Linked DNA regions of Lactuca sativa: region 2 is linked to region 1. The links are chromatin contacts, called in public Hi-C maps. All regions are on one chromosome and are shown on one strand. The core of a region is the stretch at or near the end of the contact, and the rest is flanking DNA. Distances in the headings are between cores, read along the strand shown.

The links. Hi-C and Micro-C count contacts between places; a contact is called where the count stands out from the background.
Region 2: a contact with region 1 is called in a Hi-C map of seed, with 4 times the contacts expected there. The contact joins the promoter of LOC111893677 here to the promoter of LOC111917335 in region 1. A contact is called at or near these places in 3 of 4 Hi-C or Micro-C datasets (leaf and seed).

Annotation. Positions count from the first base shown.
Region 1 is chr6:59,810,389-59,813,255 of Lsat_Salinas_v11, forward strand. It overlaps LOC111917335 (UDP-D-apiose/UDP-D-xylose synthase 2), which reads right to left and starts at 1,511. Exons shown (of 9, transcript XM_023913026.2): 1 at 1,034-1,511; 2 at 633-725; 3 at 419-526; 4 at 145-259; 5 at 1-49. The coding sequence starts at 1,309.
Region 2 is chr6:59,947,340-59,950,136 of Lsat_Salinas_v11, forward strand. It overlaps LOC111893677 (putative disease resistance RPP13-like protein 2), which reads right to left and starts at 1,358. Exons shown (of 2, transcript XM_023889743.3): 1 at 1-1,358. The coding sequence starts at 1,358.

The DNA.
Region 1 (2,867 bases), core at 261-2,760:
TTGAAAGGTCTGACTATTGTGAATTCTAAACCATTTTCTGCACCCTCGGCTGTTAATTAGAGGAAAAAAAGAAAGTAAGAATGGAAGAAGATGGTGTTGTTAGTGAATGAGAAGTGAAACATTAAGTTGGTTAAGTTTGTTCACCATAAATTAGTCTCTCGATCAACTGTTTTGCACATGCATATGACCATCTCTGTTTCTCAACTGATCCGAATATGCATGGGGAAACATCTTCCTTAAGAATATAGTAAGCAGGATCCTGTAGACATTATCATCCAGAAAAGTGACTTTCAAATCAGCTACGATTTGCACGAGAATGAGTTAGCTATTAGCTAACCAGATGAAAAGTGAAAACAGATCCCATGATAAAACATACAATTGTATTAGATGAAGAAGAGTTCAAAGATCTGGAAGTTACCTGTCGTAAGGGGCTATCTTTGGGAAGATAGCTACCAATTGTTTTCCCATACACTTCACAAGTAGAGAAGTGAATGAGCCTCTTGTTGTTCTCTGAGCAGTACTTGAGCTATATATGAAAGTGACATAATTCTCCATCATATTTTCAATCATCAAGAATAAGATTTGATTTGAATTATAACGTCAAAGCAATGCAAATGAGACGCAGTACATACCACAGGGAGCGCATCGATGAAATTGCTGTAAATCGTGTCAAGAGGACGCGTGTTGTAATCCGCTGGAGTGCAAATCGCGGCCAGATTTATCGTCTACATACAAAAATTAGAAAATTCAGGACAGAAAAGTAATACTCGACACCGATCTGCATTCTTGGATACAAGATCACGCAATTTACTAAGCTTTTAAACATGATTAGGATTTGCTTAAAGTATTCTACACTATCTTGCACTTCAAACATTAAAAAATGACAAAATAATATAGAATTCTTACGATCTTACACACTGTAGCTCATTTTCACTTCTATTAAGGCAGGTGAACATGAGGATTCGAGAAGATTTAAATTATAAGATACATACTATAAAACAAACATATCTGAAGAAAGCGATTGAAGATTTACCAGATCGGAACACTTGATGAGCCCTTCGAGGCGAGAATCATTCTTGATATTAAGTCGGTGGAACTGAATGCGCCCAGCCCAAGGAAGAGAGTCCGGTTCGAGCAGGTGCTTGATCTTGTCATTGTAAACATCGACAGCTAACACCGTGTGTGGCGTCTCTTGCATCAACTTCTCGCACAAGTGCGAACCTATGAATCCTCCAGCACCAATCATACATATCGTCATCGGATTTATCGTATTTCCATCCAGATCTAACCTCGCCGTCGTAGATGCCATCTCTCTCCTCTGCGTCTAGATTTTCTCTATTTGTTTAGGGATCGGATTTCGATCCGGTGTCGACGGGAGGATATTGGGGGAACGAGGGAAGGTATTTAAAGCAGATAGAAAAAGGAGGGAGGAGGTTCACACTTCACAGGGTTCATGGACTTACTCAGTCACTTGCAATTAAGTGATTAAACTGTGTGAAGTTGATGTTTGTGATTTCCTACTCTCACGAGTATGATAATCTGTATGGTCTTGTGATCCAACGACGGGGTGTATGCGATTTGTAGTGATGTAGCGTAGGGATGAGGCCACTAGATTGCAGCGCTTGCCCACTGTCGGTTATTTTGTTTTGTTTTTATAATTTTAATCGGACAAAATTACACAAATGGTTCGTGTGTTAGCAAAAATACTGCGAATAGTCCTTGCGGAAATTGTGAATTTTTTTTTACATGATCTTTGTGGTTCCAATTTGTAGGGTTATTGATCTTTTGGAAGAGTACTTGTGGATTTATTAAAAGTGTATCTTTTAAGATTTACCTTTATTATATAGTTAGACTCTTACTTCATTTTCATTCACCCTTTTATTACCAATGATTGTCTCCCTTTCCCTCTACTCACATCTCTCTTCGTTGTCTCGCCATTCACCCATGACCTTAAACCATGTCTTACTTGTCTTTCTGGTAAAACCACCCTGACCACCACCATTTTGAACTACCATCACATGTGCCCTTCATAGCACATCCACCAATACCCATCATAGCACCATCCCTTGCCTCCCATCACTAACATATACCAATAAGAGAAATAAAACTTTAATCCTCACATTCTAAATGTTTTGATACTATCTCTTGGATTTATATTTTTCAGTTTTGTTGGATTTGAAAAGTCTGATTTGCTATGAATTTCACCTCATGGTATGTTACTTAATAGAATCATTTACATACTTTACCTATTGGTACTATATTTAATACACGAAGTAAAATCCATACATGATTATTTAGTTCTAGAAACTATTTCATCACATGAGATCAAGACAATGAAGATAACATATTTGTTTTGAACAAGGATGCATTGGAAATTATAATGAGTTCAAATCATTTACATTCTCATTTACAAGTATCAATGATTATGTCCGTGTACAAAATTCTGAGTCAACTGGAATTTCTATTCAATGGGTTATTGTTATTGATCCCATTTTAGAGTATAATGGTGAAGAAAGGACTCATACAAGTCAACACATGAGTATTATGGAGATGATTTTATCTCAAACTTATAAATTAACTACTAAAATATCAATGAGTGATATGGAGATAAGTGATATGCACTTAGTCAATCCAACTGGTACTCAAAGATCATCATCAACCAAGTGAAGCATTTTGGCTAACCCGACTTAATTCATGATACATGCTACTAGCCAAGCAAGTGAAGTTCAAGTTGCTACAAATTCAACTGACTCTTGAACTTGTGTAACTTCCACAAAATTCATGAAAAAATTAAACTTTTTAAAACCAATCCACAAATCATCATTGTTTACAATTTAGTTTTCAAAACATGTTTAGTATCAGAGTTT
Region 2 (2,797 bases), core at 108-2,607, 140 kb after region 1:
AGCAAGCATACCTTCAAGTGGTCGCTCAAGTCGTTAAAGCAAAGAGACAATATGTTTACAGAGTTTTGCTCACAACAGAAAACTTGAGACCAGCTGCTTGGATCCTTCATGGAGAAAAAACCTGCAAGTAGGACAACATTCAGGGGTAGACCCTTACAGCTCTGTAGAATTGCAAGCTTTGATTTCTCTGGAACCAGAGCCCAACTTTGTTCTTTCCCGATCTTCTCTCTGAACATGTTCCAGCTGTCGTCTTCAGTTAGAGGCATCATACGATGCGAAACTATCTTCATCTGTGGAGTTTCGATCGTTTGTAAACAAGTCAAGAGCAGCTTACTTCCGTTCTTTTCATCTGGTAAGGTTTCCTTTAAAACTTCCAAGTTATTGCAAGTACTTAAGCCATCTAGGATAACCAAGTACCTTTTATTCTTGAGGTATGATGAAAGCTTCAACTTCACTACTTTCTCATCATCCATATTAATGGGTTTATCCGTGATACTTTGGGTTGCCTTGAACAAGTTTAGCAGTATGTCTTTTGTGGAGTACTCCTCCAACACCGAAACCCAAGCACAGAATTGAAAATGGCGCTTGATGTCTTTATTTTTGTAGATTATGCGAGCAAGTGTTGTTTTGCCTATACCCCTTTCACCAATAATAGAGACAACATGTTCAGTACTGTTTTTGGTGAGATGATCAACCAGAATGTCGACATCTTCTTTCAGCCCAAAGATTCCCAAATCTTCTTCTTTGTAGGAAAAGCTTGAAATTCGCCGTCTTTGCTGAAAACGTTCTTTGACACCGACAATCTGAATCTCTTCTTCGTTGCATGAGTAACTGAAGCTTAGTTCATCCATACAACCTACATGATTTGTTTCTTGTGTTTCTGAAGTATAAGAAGAACCCTGTGAAGGGGTGTGATTTTTTACAGTTGTATGATTTTCACCCACAGGTTCTTTATCAGCTTTTTCTTCGTTTGAAACTTCTATTATAGGAGTCCTCTGGTGAGGTTGATGATCTCTTAGGTACATCAGTTGTGTAGTGATTTTCTTTACTTTCTGGTGGATATTGTAGCAAGATTTCAAGTTGTTGAAGAAGAAAATATGGTTTGTTAAGAAACCAAATACGTCCCTCCTGCAAGCAACAATGAGAGTGAACTTCTCAATCCCGTCTTCGATGTTGTACACAGCATCAAGGTATTCTTCTGGTTGCTGGTTGATTTCCATCAACTTTTTCAACGAATTGAGCGACTTAATGATCTCCTGGACGTCGTAGACTATGACTTTGTTTTGGGATTGTGAATGCCCTTTCAGCATGTCCGTTAGTTTCTGTAACACCACAGATACTACTGCCTCTACTGCCATTGGATAAGATCTCTCTCTTTCTCTGTTGTGGACTTGGAGCACGGTAGTTATGGAGTTGTGATACCAGGAAAGGTTTCTTGACCCTTTTATACAAATTTACGCCTACTATTCTTTATGTTTGGCCCACCGGCCTACAAACAATGATCAATTTGCTTTATGGGTTCTTATTTGCTGATCGAGGAAATTGCATATGAGTTTTTGTTTATTGATCTGAAGAAACTAAGAAGAAGTTTACCACGAGATCTTTTCGATTGTTTTTATACATGTAATTTCAGTTAAGGTGATAAGAAAAGGAACGTTTATGTGTAGTCACCTATTTCACACTTGACACTCGGAAAGGTCATAGAAAATACAAAGAGAGGAGAAATTGATTGGCGTGTCAAATACCGTTGTCAATATTTGAAGTTACAAGTAAATTTCTGTTTCTTTACGACTAAGCTATAATCAAGGTTAATAGGAGTAAGGAAGAATTACAGGGAAGTTACGAGGAGACATACCTTTTGGTTTGTCTTCCAACACCTGTCAGTCAACTAAAGTCCATTCGTTCAATTATGACAAAATTAAATAAATAGTCCCATGATTTACCAAAGGTGACAACTTCAATCCCTGTAAATTTTTTTTGGCTAATATGGTCCTTGTGGTATCTAAACTTGCACAAATAATCTTTACGGTTTCTCAATCTTACACTAATGGTCTTGCCTAAACAAAATGACCTCTTTACCCTTTTTAAATGTTTTTATACTACATTTTTTAACTAATTACAATTAAAAATTAAAATAAAAACAAAACCACACTGGGTTTTGATCCCTACATCCCTAACGCTAATATATTTAATCTGAAGTCAAGAACCACTAACACTAATGGTCTCTTTATTTCTCCACTTCAAAACCCACCATTATGTGTGATAAAGGTAGAAACCAGGACTACGTTCTTTGATGCATCACAAGGATGGGGTAACAGATTCCTTTAGCAATGATAGCTATTTTGATTAACAAACAACAACAACAACAACAACAAAGTAATAGTTATGGTCAACAATTGTAACATATTTAACGTAATAAAGAAGAATTATGTGAATATTATGTGTTTCATGATTATTATAATATAAATAACAAAAATCAGCTGAATCGTCCGTAAATCGTAAAAATAAGTGCGCCAAAACATATATATATATATATATATATATATATATATATATATATATATATATATATATATATATATATATATATATATATATAGAAAATACACGTCTCCCCGATCCCGAAAATATAAATTTCGCAGAAATCCGACTCCATATGAATTAGATATGATTTTTATAAGATATAAAATCAGACACACACAACGAATGTATGACGTAAAAAACTACGAAAAGAATGGTTGACTTTTAGCCAATTCCACCAAAACGAAAATCGTAGTACTCAAAATATGAATTTTGA